Regions from separate parts of the Mus musculus genome. Here region 2 is linked to region 1. Evidence: chromatin contacts called from public HiChIP or PLAC-seq data. All regions are on one chromosome and are shown on one strand. Each heading gives the region's core, a stretch centred on a gene start, on an enhancer-like site or on the middle of the called end of the contact. The rest is flanking DNA. Distances are from core to core; before and after follow the strand shown. Region 1 has its middle 11 kb from the start of Nans. Region 2 holds the start of Tbc1d2 (TBC1 domain family, member 2).

What was found. HiChIP or PLAC-seq counts read pairs in DNA pulled down with a chosen protein or histone mark.
Region 2: a contact with region 1 is called in an H3K27ac HiChIP or PLAC-seq map of regulatory T cells, with 6 times the contacts expected there. The contact joins the promoter of Tbc1d2 here to the enhancer-like site in region 1. A contact is called at or near these places in 5 of 39 promoter capture datasets (the C10 cell line, the HPC-7 cell line, cranial neural crest and 2 more), 1 of 15 datasets of contacts at CTCF or cohesin (large pre-B cells), 10 of 484 Hi-C or Micro-C datasets (the Ba/F3 cell line, CD4 T cells, CD8 T cells and 6 more), 6 of 115 datasets of contacts at active chromatin or transcription factors (embryonic stem cells, intestinal villus epithelium, large pre-B cells and 2 more) and 3 of 9 other capture datasets (adipose tissue, liver and pancreatic islet).

What each region holds. Positions count from the first base shown.
Region 1 is chr4:46,475,020-46,481,982 of GRCm38.p6, reverse strand. No RefSeq gene overlaps it. Among named protein-coding and RNA genes, the nearest start is that of Nans, 11 kb to the left of the region's middle. Within about 2 kb of position 2,777, at least 14 of the 459 cell types and tissues checked have an H3K27ac peak or open chromatin away from gene starts, as enhancers often do. A contact at or near this core is called in CD8 T cells and regulatory T cells, where this site is marked.
Region 2 is chr4:46,646,932-46,653,894 of GRCm38.p6, reverse strand. Tbc1d2 (TBC1 domain family, member 2) reads left to right here and starts at 3,696. Exons shown (of 13, transcript NM_198664.3): 1 at 3,696-4,226. The coding sequence starts at 3,861.

The DNA.
Region 1 (6,963 bases), core at 1,528-4,027:
GACACTGACTGTTCACCTAACTAACTAAGACACTGACTGTTCACCTAACTAACTAAGACACTGACTGTTCACCTAACTAACTAAGACACTGACTGTTCACCCTGCTGAACATTTGGCTGTTTCCACTTGGGGCTGCTATGAAAAAGCTGCTTCAGACATGTGCCTTAAATGTGCAGATCGGTTACATCCTCTGAAATCCTGCCCAGGAGTACAATCTCTGGGTCCCCTGGTAGTTGCCTGAGGAGCTGCAAATATGCTTTCCAGGGTGGCTAACCCACTTCACATCTTTCCCTGCAGCATACAGTCTGTGTTCTCCATCACTGCTTTAGGGCTGCCCACCTGACAGGTGAGCAGCCTTCCTTCCACACACAGGAGATGCCCACCGCATCTCTCAAACGGCTAATGATATTGAATATCTCTTCGTGTATTCATTTGCCCTTGGCATTTCCTTGTCAGTGAAATCTTTTCATGACTTTCCCCCATATTCTTTCTCAAGGTTCAAAAAAAAATGTCTTTACATGCATGTGTGTTTATCTGTATCTATAATGGATGCACATGCAGGTGCCAGAGGAAACCAGAAGGGCCTGGGGTCTTCTGGAGCTGGAATTACAGGTGGCTGTGAGCTACCTATGTGGGTGCTGGGACCTGGACTCTGGTCCTTTAGCAGAATAGGCACTGAACCCTCCCTCCACCTGCCATTTCCTAATGCTAGTGATTTTTTTTTTTTTTTTTTTTTTTTTTGCTGAGTTTTCATTTTGTGTGTTTAAATTCTAGTCCTTTAGTCAGCTGTGTAGGTTGTAGGTGTTTTCTCCCAGTTTGTAGCTACAACTGTTTCTTCGGCTTTGAATTTTAATGAAGTACAGGTTATTAATTCTTCCCTTTAGGGATCATGCCTTAGGGCTGCGTCCTGTAGTTCTTTCCTGGATCTAGATGCTAAAGGTTTTTCCCAATTGGTTTTTTGTTTGGGTTTTTATCGCTGTTGTTTTAATTATTTATCTTTATTTCATGTGCATCGATCAGTGTTTTGGCTGTATGTCTGTGTGAGGGCGTCAGATCCGTTAGAACTGGACTTACAGACAGCTGTTATCTGCCATGTGGGTGCTGGGCATTGAACCCAGGTTCTCTGGAAGAGCAGCCAGTGCTAATAACCACTGAGCCATCTCTCCACACCCTCCCTTCTTAAATTACATTTTAACTTAGTTTGTGTGCATATATGTGTGTTTATGTATAAGTGCACCACTGGCTGGGCATGGTGGCACATGCCTTTCATCCCAGCACTCGGGAGGCAGAGGCTGGTAGATTTCTGAGGTTGAGGCCAGCCTGGTCTACAAAGTGAGTTCCAGGACAGCCAGGGCTATACAGAGAAACCCTGTCTCAAAAAACTAAACTAAACTAAACTAAACTAAACTAAACTAAACTAAAATAAAATAAAAGTTCACCTCTGCCAGGCACTTGTGTTGGGATCAGAAGACAACTTGCAGGAACAATTCTCTCTTTTCATCTTGTGGGGCCCAGGGATTGAACTCCAGTGGTCAGGGATAGGGCAAGTATCTTTAACCACTGGGCCACCTCACAGTTATAGGCTGTTTGTTTGTTTGTTTTGTTTTAATACAAGTTCTCTCTGTATCCCAGGCTGGCTTCAAACTCACAGAGATCTAACTGCTTCTTCTTTCCAAAGTGATGGGATTCAATGTGTGGCCACTACAGCCCTTTCTGAGATTTTTAGGTTTAGGGTTAGGGTTAGGGTTAGGTTTAGGTTAGTCCCATTAGACTTAAATGGTTTTTAAAGGTGGGTGGTGGTGATACACACCTTTAACCCCAGAACCTGAAAGTCAGAGGTGGATATCTGAGTACATGGCCAGCCTGGTCTATGGAGTAAGTTCCAGGACAGCCAGGGCTATAGAGAAACTCTGTCTTGAAAAACAAATGAAAATTTATTTATTTATTTATTTATTTATTTATTATATGTAAGTACACTGTAGCTGTCTTCAGACACTCCAGAAGAGGGCATCAGATCTCATTACAGATGATTGTGAGCCACCATGTGGTTGCTGGGATTCGAACTCCGGACCTTCCAAAGAGCAGTCGGTGCTCTTACTCACTGAGCCATCTCACCAGCCCTTGACACAGGGTCTTATGTAGTCCAGGATGGCCTCAGATGTATAAAGTCCCCACTTGTATCTTTTGAGCGCCAGCATTACAGCCATCACCACATGTACCTGGTTTGTGGTTTTTTTTGTTTTGTTTTGTTTTGTTTTTCAAAGTCTTACTGTGGTCCAGGCTAGCTTCAAACTCACTATGTAGCCAAGGCTAGCATTATACTTTAAGAAATTCTCCTGCATAAAATCCTCAGTGCAGGTCTGAGCACACACATCCAATTCTTGAATAAACCTTTGTATAAAGTGCGAGGTAAGGGGCTGTGGAGATGGCCCAGTCAGCAAAGTGCTTGCCACCAAGCAGGAAGGCCTCTGAGCTTGGCTCCCCAGTACCCACGAGTAAAATCTGTATAGATCACATAAAGAGTCTGAGTAATAGCAACCCAGAGACTGGTGGGGAATCCTGGGGTTCATCAGCTAGCCACCCCATCTGAACCGATGTGTCCCTGATTTAGTAAAAGACAAAATAGTTGAGAGCAACTCAGGAAGCCACCTGACATTTATACACACACACACACACACACACACACACACACACAATGAATACGCAGTGCATAAGGATGTAGCTCAGTGGAAGACTGTCTAGTCAGGTGTCTTAGTGTGGTTTCACTGATGTGAAGACACCTTGATCAAAGCAACTCTTACAAAGGACAGCATTTAACTGGGGCTGGCTCACAGTTTCAGAGGTTCATGGCAGCATCCAGGCAGGCATGGTGCTGGAGAAGGAGCTGAGAATTCTACATCTTGATCCATAGGCACCAGAAGGGGGCTGGATTCCACACTGGGTGGAGCTAGGCCCTCACAGTGACATACTTCTTCCAAGCCCACACCTCCCAATAATGCCATTTCCCATGGGCCAAGTACTCAAACACATGAGTCTATGAGGGCCATACCTATTCAAACCATCACACCATCTGAGGACCTGTGTGTGTGTGTGTGAGAGAGAGAGACACACAGCCCGTAGGGAGTAAGCTACCCACATCTCACCATCTGCATCTTCTTGCCTGTTCCTTTCAACACCCTTCACAGCAGATGGTCAGCCTGAGGAAAGTTTCCGAGAGTCCTGTGAGCCACATCAGGGGCTCAAGAAGGGATTGGAGAACCACAGTTCATTGGAGTCAGGGCAGAAGAAAACAATCTGAGACTTGTGACACAGGTGCCTTTTTTGTTGCTGAGATAGCATCTCCTGTAGCGCAGGCTGGTCTTGAACTTCTGACTCTCCTGCCTCTGCCTCCCCTGTGCTGAGATTACAAGCATGTACCACCGGACCAGGTTTTTGTTTTTGTTTTTTTTTTCCTGGACATGCTAGGCTAGCATTCTACCAACTGAGCTTCATTCTCAGCCCAAGACATACTTTAATCTTTCTTCTTGAGTCACATTGTATTTCAAGAAAAACAACACTTCATGGACAGACCGTTCCCTACCATGAGGACAATTATCCATGAAGGCTGAACCCTCCAAAGTTAACACATTAAAAATTGATCAGACGGGACTGGAGAGATGGCTCGGTGGTTAAGAGTACTGACTGTTCTTTCAGAGGTCCAGAGTTCAATTCCCAGGAACCACATGGTGGCCTATAATGAGGTCTGATGCCCTCTTCTGGCATGCAGGTATGCATACAGATAGAACCACTCATATACATAAAATAAACAATCATTAAAATAAAAGAATGTGCTCTCTAAGCTCTCACCTTTCTTACTCTCATCTCTAGCCCTCCTTCTCTATCTCCCTTCTCCCCTCTTTCTACCTCCTCCTTCCCCCTGCCTTTCTACAATAAAGCTCTAAACCATACATAAAATAAAATAAAATAATGCTTTGAAAAAAAATTGATCAGACCACCTTGCAAAGACAGACTACAGCAAAGATAATAGGTCAAATACCATACCCCCCCCTTTTTTTAAAGAATTATTTTATGTATATATGCACACTGTACCTGTCTTCAGACACACCAGAAGAGGGCGCTGGATCCCAGTACAGATGGTTGTGAGCCACCATGTGGTTGCTGGGAATTGAACTCAGGCCCTCTGGAAGAGCAGTCAGTGCTCTTAACCGCTGAGCCATCTCTTCAGCCCAAAATACCACATCTCAATCAAGACTACTTAAGCATGTATATCTCTTGCCCACTGCTTATATCCAAATCCCATGTGAGGACCCTGATGAGGAACCTGGGGTCACACATCCTGTTATCTATTCTCTTCCCAGTGTGGCCAATGGACCGCTCTCTTATTTTTACTCTTCTCCTTGGTTATAGCAGAGGTGGAAGGCTGAGTTGTGCCTCACCTGTGGGGGTGACAGAGTCCAAGCTTTTACCCTAAAGAGTGGTAACATTTTTTTCTTTCCACATTGTGTTCCAAGCACCTGACCTGGAGATGTGAGAGAGCTGTTTTCAAAATCATTTGTTTTGTTTTTGGGTTAATGTCTGTCACCTTCACATTCTCATATGGAAATCCTAACCCCAGCACCTCAGGAAGCAACTCAATTTGGAAATAGGATCACTGTAACAAAAATAAAATAAAATAAAAATAAATCAGTTAATATAAGATCATTAGGGTAGGTCTTAATCCAAAATAGCTGCTATCCTTCTAAAAGGGAGGAATTTTTGTTTTTTGCTTTTTGTTTTTGTTGTTGTTTTTCGAGACAGGGTGTCTGCTAAGGTGGCTCAGGAATCCACTGCATTTGACCAGAGGCAAGTGCATGCCAGCATCCTAGACCCAGCAACAGGCAGACATGGCCCGTGGTGTTCAACCATCAGACAAGGAAGAGAGCAAGACTGGGAGAACCCGAGGTGGTACCATTGGGGCATAGGTAGGATAGGGGGCTTGGTTGGTTGGTTTGTTTGTTTGTTTGTTTTTTGAGACAGGGTTTCTCCGTATAGCCCTGACTGTCCTGGACTGACCTGCCTCTGCCTCCCAAGTGCTGGGATTAAAGGTGTGCGTCACCACCGCCCAGCTGGATGGGGGGCTTGTAGAAGCTTCCTGAAGAATCTTGTGGAGCTAATACCTTTGCTCTGTGTGGTAGGGGTGGAGGGGGAGTCCCTGTGCTGATGGAGGAAGTGTCTAGACTGCAGAGGAGGCATGAATTAAAGTGAAGTGCCTAGGAACGAACAGATCCCCCCCCACACCCCCACCCCCACCCCCACCCCCAGGATCTGAGGAAGCAGGTGGCAGAAGGAATGGCTGGAAAGGGAGGCCAGGAGCATGTGTGGTGGCGCTCCGTGTCAGGACACTGACACAGAGACTGACACAGACACAGACTCAGAGACATACAGACATACACACACACTGGTTTCTCCCTGGAAATGGCACAAGGTAGACAGAGCCTTTGCCCTTGTTCTGTGCTGGGACCCTACAGAGGTCTCCGTGAGCTTTAAATTCCCTCATCTGGAAGGTGAGAATCCCACACTATCTCCATACAACAGATAATCCGTCTGAAAGAGCTCTGTAAACCATAGCATGCCACGGACAGCACTTGGGAGGCAGAGGCAGGTGGATTTCTGAGTTCCAGGCCAGCCTGGTCTACAAAGTGAGTTCCCAGTCAGCCAGGGTTACCCAGAGAAACCCTGCCTCAAAAAACAAAAAAAACAACAAACTAAGGGCTGAACATGCCCAAAGCTTGGCTGAATGCTCACTAAGTCTGTTACCAATAAAAGTCCTTTGGAAGAACTGTCCCCAGCCCTTCTCCACAGTGCCCCTTAGGTATATAGCCATGTCAACACACTGGCTCACCAAGGACAGCCCCACTTTACAGATGAAGAACAGAGTTCACCAAGGCACCTCTGCAGGCCACCTCAAGGAAGGGTGGCAGTCCAAGCAGTATTTCTACTGAATCACATCCTGAGTGGCCCATGGCTCCAGCGCCACAGCCTTCACCTGTTCTCCCAGTCCTTACCTTTTGGAAGCAAGGCCTTGCTAGCTAGTGTGAACGTTGAGTTCTTAGCCCCTCGTGAGGCGAGGAGCCTTCACCACACAGTTCCCCTGGCCTTCACTTAAGGTTCACCAGGGCCCTGTGTCAACAGAGTAAAGATTACGAGCCAAAATCTGAAAGCGTGGGCAACATAAATCCATCCTCATTCATTAATTACAAAAAGCCCTAGAACTTTCTCATCAGAACTGAGTCAGAGCCAGGCATGACAGCACACACCTGTGATCTCAGCACTCAGGAGGCAGAGGCAGGAGATCTCTGAGTTCAAGACCAGCCTGCTCTACAAAGTACGTTTCAGGACAGCCAGGGCTACAGAGAGAAACCCAGCCTCCAAAACAAAACAAAAAGAATTGACCCAGAAGCCAGGAGCCCAAGCAACAAATTTGGATTATGGAGCGCTGAGTTGGAATCTTCGATCAGCTGGCCAGGTGGCTACCTTGAAAGTCTGTTTCAGCACCTCAAATGGGATTCACTAATTGTTTACAGGGAAGTGGTAGGCTAAGATTATTCTCAAGGATCCAGTCACCTTCTCCTGTTCGCCAACCTGTTAAAGAATATCCGGTTCATGCTAATTTATGCCCAGAATCCCAACAGATAAGCACAATGAACTTAACTGGTGATGCTAAATTCTCTTTCACCCTGGGTCAGTGAGGAGGAGGTGCGGGTAGGTTAGTGTGGAGGAGGGGTGGAGGCTGGGGGAGAGCACAGCCCTTGTCTGGTCTTGTCTTCTGGCCACCCACTTCTGACCTGCCTTTCTCCCCAGTGAGACTCAAGCTTAGGTGATATCCCCCACTAACCGAAACTCTTAGCTGCTCTTCTGGATGAGCGGGAAGGGCACTAGAAATCCCCCCGCTGCTGGACAGGCAGAATCCAGAATGGTCTGCAC
Region 2 (6,963 bases), core at 2,447-4,946, 170 kb before region 1:
CAGGTCTGCCTGCACCATGCCTGCCTAGATGCTGCCCTGCTCCTCCTCAATGATGGACTGAATCTCTGAACCTGTAAGCCAGACCAATTATATGTTGTCCTTTATAAGAATTGTCTTGGTCATGGTGTCTGTTCACAGCAACAAAACCCTAACTAAGACAGAAGCCAATAGCTTCTAACTAGAAAGCCATGTCCCCCACTCTGGTGTGTTTATTTACAGGAATATAAACATGAGAAGAGTACTTATAAACTTAGCATATCATAAACATTAACAGTGTAGGGAATCTCGAAACCAGCTCAACACACCCCAAGACACAAACCTCAACACACAGGACATTTATTTGTCCCAGAGGGGAAAATGGCAGGGAATATGAAACAAAGACTGGAGACAGAGGATGAAGGAGAAGAAGAGAACAAAGGAGAGGGGAAAAAAATAGGTGAGGGAAAGGGGTAAGGGTTATTTGTACTGGAGGACAAAGAGCTGCCCCTGGATAGAGATGAGACAAATGTTGCACATAGGAAAATGGCAATTTATAAAAGTATAAGGGGAAACCCTGTGTTAGGATGAGGTTTTCATTTTAATTCGGCAATGTTAATTAGGTGAGCAAAAGGGTTTTTGTTTTTTTGTTTTTTTAATTTCTGGACTTCATTGGTCACTTAAGATCCATCCTTTGTAACCCTGACAACAGCTGTTCTGAGCTTGGTCTCTATGAGTTAACTAATTTATATGTGCCCTCTGAGCCTGGCTTCTTTCACTTAGAAAAATATTCAAATTCACCCATGTTGTTCCAAAACAAAACCAAAACCCCAGGATTTTCTGACTTTTAAAGATCTACTTTGCAAATCAAAAATACTACAATCTAGAGAAATTGAACAGCTTCCCAAAGCTCACAATTGTGATTGTGCTAAAATTCTAATAGCGGAGTCCATGAACGCTTGTGACTTACCTGAGTGGGGATTCCTGGTAAGAACAGTGTTTTAGGGGCTTCTCCCCTCTCCTATCCAATTACTTATAATGGCCACTTGTACCCTTTAAACTTAAATGGTGGGAGGGTATGTGGATGTGGGTGCACCCGTGGATGGCTCGGGTGTGTCAGTGAGAGGGCTGTAGGAGTCAGTTCTTTCCATTTACCTTGTGGGAGTCAGGGACTGAAGTCACCTCAGTCAGACGCTGCAGTGAGCGACTTATCCACTGAGCACCCCGACAACACCATGTCCTCCTTTACCTAGTTACACAGGGAATTTGATTTTATTCCTAAGGCTTGAAAGAAATTGTCATTAATTTAAAAATTACATTGTGTGTGTGTGTGTGTGTGTGTGTGTGTGCTTGCACAAAGGTCAGATGGTACCGTTTTGGAGTCTGTTCTCTCCTTCTGCCGTGTGGGACCAGGGACAGAACTCAGGTAGGTCATCAGCTTGAGCAGCAAGCACCTTGACCCCAGCCATCTACACAGCCCAAGACTAACTTGTCTGTATTATTTTCACACATTATGTCATTGTGGTCAAGGTATTTGCAGATTCTTTATGGAAACCAAAAAAATCTCTTTCTGACCTGGAACATAAGAGATTGGATGTTCTCTACGAGAGTCAGCCTTATCACAGAATTCTTGGAACTTATTTCCTTTCTACTGACTCTTGTAAAGTCTGAAAGCAGTATGAAAGCCCATTGCAGCCAGGCACGGAGGTGCATTCCTATAATCTCAACAGTTCGGAAGTGGGCTCAAGAGGGTAGCAAGGTAAAAAACTGGGAAAATTATTCAGCTACAGGAAGCAGCCTTTCACTCCTGAGTCTGGTTGAAGTCTCTTGCTTGCTGAGAATATCAAGATGAGGAACAACTGCTTCAGGCCTTTCTCTCTTCCTATTGGTAAACCTGTAATTTTTTAGGAATCTTACTAGAAAGCCCCTCTGGGGTAAGAGATGTTCTAAGTGTCTTGTGTAACTCTAATTGATCCTGGCTTTATCTTATCATATTGTAATTCCAGCCAAGGTACCTCCAGAGCCAGTCTCTCACTATTGGAAAGGAGGTCCAAAATAAAATTTCTTAGTAATCCTTTGAGATGTCACTTGAAGCCACCAAAATAGTACATATGGCTAGAGCTAAGTCCCTAAAGTAAGACTGTGAGAAGTCCACACTCATACTCTAGGGTCTCCTGGGCACCTTTTTAAAACACTCCGATCTGCTTCTTACTGGTTCATCCGCAAGCTCGTCTCTGCAATACAGGTGAGGATTCAGTTTCATGTGGGTTGTGGTCCCTAAAGGTTTGCGAGAACTCACAGCTGCTGTGTCTGGCTCTGCTGCCAATGGCAGGACTGTTCAAAATTCAAAGTCATATTTGGCTACACAGCAAGCTTGAGCCCAGCCTGTGCTGTATGAGATCCTGTCTTAAACAATAATTTAATTGTAGCATTTTCCAGTTTTCAGTGGTGTGAATTCTGCTAAACACCCTATTGTCCTCTTGGTGGCTTACAGCTTTTAAGTCGTTTATTGACTTTCAGTTGCAGCCAACATTTAATGAAGACTCACCCTTTTCTACCTTCTGTATTTGGAGCTTCGGGCATACTATCAAAAACAGTTCTGAGGATAGACAGGTGTGGATCAAGGAAGTACTGAAGGATTTCTTAAAAATGCAAAATTATCAACAGAGGTACGATGGCCAATGTTGATTTGGGATGAGAAAATAATCTGTTTCCAATAAAAAAGACCCCCCCGCCCCCGCGCGAGCGCCTGGTATTTAGTAGACAATACTGATTTGTAACCTTCCCCATCTACAAAATCCAACGCCCAGTGGCCTCTCCAAGTCTAGGAGGGCTCCTTAGTTTCACCATAAATTCTCTTGTTGTGGAGGGAAGGGTAGGTGTGAGCCCTGCCCATCCTTATGTGAGAAAACCTTAGCAAAGTCGCTCAACGATAGAGAATCTTAAAAATATACAGGTACTCAGAGAGGGTCGCTACTGCCATACTTCCACTAAAAAACCCTTGCCTGTAAACGGATCGCACAAGGGAGTTGAGGTGACGGGCAAAGTAACCGGCAAGAAAGATGAGACTCCAGAAGAGAGGTGAACCAGAACAAGGTGTATCGATCTAGTGGCGAAACACGCCTCGGGGCGCTTTGGTAAACTGAGGCAGGAGGTTGAGGGAATCAGTTGGATCCTAGCCCTGCTATTTAAAGCTCTGCTCTGTCCTCGCGGTGCTCCGCGTTCCCGCCAGTGCAACAAGGCGCCCGAGGTAAGGCGACTGGGGCTGTAAGGTGAAATGCGAGCCGAGGCAGGGGTGGTGGAGGAGGTGGTGTCCGACCAGAGCGATCGCGGGAGGTGACTGGGAAAACTTCCAAACTTTTAGGTTCAGGATCGGAAACGGAGCGCTCGGCCAATGGCTGCGCGATGCGCCGTCCCGCGGTGACTCGCGCGGCACCCGTAGAGTGGCGGCTGGAGAGGACGCCATGCTCCAGCGCCTCCACGCGAACCCCACGGCCACGTAGCTTGGCCTGGCTTCCTGCATCCCTCCCCACGCTTAAAGCGCCTCGGAGAAAGAAAAAGCCTTGTTTTTAAACAGAGGCGCCCGCACGCGCCGCGGGCGAACGAAGCAACATGGCCGACAGCGCGGAGGAAAAGCCGGAAGTTGGCTTGGTGGGCGGGACCCGGGGCGGTCCTCGCGTGACAGGGGCGTGGCCTGCCGTCCTGCGCTGAGTTTGCTGTCAAGTGTCTAAGGCGCTCTCTCCGGCGCCGGCAGGGGTGCTCTCCGCCTTCTTCTAGGGGCTGGACCGGACCGGCTCCGCCCCAGCCAGGTATCGCCGGTTCCCAGGTGCCCGTCGGACCTCCCGCATTCCAGTGCCGCAGGCCTGTGCAGCGGGCCAGCAGCGATGGAGGACGCCCCCGAGCGCACTCCCTCTTCCTCGGAGTCCACACAGCCTCCGGGCTTGGCCAGGGAGCCCGAGGTGGTATCTCCCGGGGATTCGGAGGGCTGCGCCCGGCCTCTAGACACGGTCCCTAAGAAACTCTGTGGGTATTTAAGTAAGTTTGGCGGCAAAGGACCCATCAAGGGCTGGAAATGCCGCTGGTTCTTCTACGATGAGAGGAAGTGCCACCTGTATTATTCGCGCACCGCGCAGGATGCAAACCCCTTGGACAGCATCGATCTCTCCAGTGCGGTCTTTGACTGTAAGGCGGACGCTGAGGAGGAGGGCACTTTTGAAATCAAGACTCCCAGCCGGGTTATTACCCTCAAGGTAAGTGGAACTCCGCACTTTACAGCTCGAGCTAGTTTTCAGGGCCAATGCATGGCCACCGCAAATTAACCCGGACGGTGATCACCATCCAGTCAGTGCCCCAGAGCCTGGAGCTGTCCCACTTAGCTTTCACACCATTTCCTTATTGCCTTCCCACAGGCAAGGGTGAGGGACTCCTTTTATGCATTAAGAAACTGATTCATAGACAAAAGGGAATGGCCCAGCCCAGGCATTTACAATGCTGTGGCTCACTTTTTGGAATCTTCCAGTGCTGTTATCAAACCTGGTATTGAAGCAGTCAGGGTACTGTGGTTGCACTCGCTGAGGCCAGGATCTGATTCATATCTTGGTGTTTTGGCCAACGGGAGGGAATGCAGACATGGGTAGGGATTAGGAAGGAAAATATGTAAGTTCACTGATGGGCCTAGATTGTTCATCCAGGCATGCCTGAACTAGTGAGTTCTTAGTAAATGCCTTTTGAATAAACACGTATGCACACACGGAGTGATGGAGCCACAGGTCAGAACCTATCTATCATGTTAAGGGGAAGTGTCCTGTTACCTGTCTGGGAAGATGGATGTGGGCTTAGGTTAGTTCTCTAGGCAGAGGAGTGCAAGGATGAAGGTCTTTCTTTCCACTGCCTGGTCTCTGTCTCCCTATGTCCTCAACCTGCAGCTGTTCAGATACTAGGATGCCGGGAGGTGTAGTTCTCCTTTCCTGGCAGTGTGGCCAGTTGGCTAGGCTGGAATCCAATTTTTAAACAAGAAAGGACATTTTAGAGGTCATGTGGGCTTAGGTCTTGTGTTCCTTCCACAAGACAAGTGCTGTTGGTCAGGGTCCCTCAGCACATGATTTATTTATTTATTTTTATTTTTTTGGTTAGTCCATACATATGCCTGGCTCTGTGCTAGGCTTTGGGGTGTGGATCAAGTCAGACTTGCTCAACTCTGCACCGCATTCTCAAACAGCTCGAGGTGTGATGGGGAAACTGGCAGGCATGGGTAAGTGCCTCATGGAGACTCTGCGAAGAGTTTGGACAGTAACAGTGTGGTGACAGAGGGATCGGCTCCTCCAAATGAGGAGGGGAGCTTTTCAGAAAGACATCGTCACTTTAAACAAGTGGTGATGGGAGAGAGACGATGATGCTGAGAGAGCATAGGCAGACAGGTGGGAAACATAGTGTAAGTACGAGTCACAGGCAAGCAACAGGAGCCTGGCATACATAGGTGCCCAAAGGATGGAGGTGAAGGGGGTGACACTGGGGAGTGAGGCCAGGGCCTTGGACTTTGTTTCTAGGCTGTAGAAGCTGTCTGAGAGCCTTAAGCTAAGAGAGTACAATGAGATTAGAGTGCTCAGAGAGCTCAGCCTGGCTGTTGGGCAGAGAGCAAATTGGGATAAGGAGAAGCTGGTAAGCAGAGAGCCCAGGAGGGGATGGTGGCTGAGCAGGAGCTGTGGCCCTGGAGAAAATGCAGATGACAGAGATGTTAGGCCTGTGGATGCAGGGTATAGGAATTGGCAGGTGGCCTGGTTGCAATAGCGCAGACAGAAGAGGCCTCACGGTGAAGAAAACATCCAGACCCGTGCCATCTGAAGTAAACTCTGGTTAGATCTAAGGGCTGCCTCTCGAGTGCTGGCCTGCCCGTCACAGGGTCGGTCTCCGTCGAACATGTCGAATGAGTTCAGGAGTAAAACGAGGTGCTTGTGTCTGTCTGGGGTCTATCGGGTTGTGGTGACGCCTAAGAGAAATGGAAGTGTCGGAGGAACAGAGTGCGGACAGAAAAGACTGGTAGATATTAGTCTGTCTCATTGATATCTGAGTAGCAGGCCAAGGGACTCCATAGAACTTGAGAGTTCTAGTTGAGTTTGTTTCCTTGAGAAACACCATGGCCAAAAGCAATCTGGGGAAGGCAAGGCTTCCTTACACACCATAGTCCTTCCCTGGGGGGCAGGAACTCAAGCAGGAGCCTGGGGGCAGAGCCCATAGTGGCACCCTGCTTACTGGCTTGCTTTCTCTGGCTTGCTCAGCCTCCTCTGTGTAAGCCGAGAGTACAGTGGTTCTCAGTCTGTTGGTTGCAACCTCTTTGGGGGTTGCCTATCAGACATTTACATTACGATTCATAACAATAGCAAAATTACAGTTACGAAGTAGCTATTAAAATAATTTTAGGGCTGGTGAGATGGCTCAGTGGGTAGGAGCACCCGACTGCTCTTCCAAAGGTCCGGAGTTCAAATCCCAGCAACCACATGGTGGCTCACAACCATCTGTAATGAGATCTGATGCCCTCTACTGGAGTGTCTGAAGACAGCTACAGTGAACTTACATATAATAAATAAATAAATCTTTAAAAAAAAAATAAAAATAATTTTATGGTCAAAGGTCCTCACAGCATAAGAAACTGTGTTAAAGAGTCGCAGCATGAGGAAGGTTGAGAACCACTGACCTAGACATGCCTGCCTGGGTATGGCGCCGCCAACAGTGGGCTGAGCTCTCCTCCATGGATCAGTAACTAAGAAAATGCCTCACAGACATGGCTACAGGGCAATATGATCTAGACCATCCTTTGATTAAGTCACAGTTTCCCAGGTGAGTCTTAGTTTGTGTCATGTTGACAGCTGAAGCTCATGGTGACAATCTCTCTCCCTATGCAGGTCACACCTCTCTGAAAGAGAGAGCTTGCCCTGGCTGCTCTGTAGCCTTTGCCACCCTTTCGTAGCCTTGAGGCTGTCTGCTCCAGCA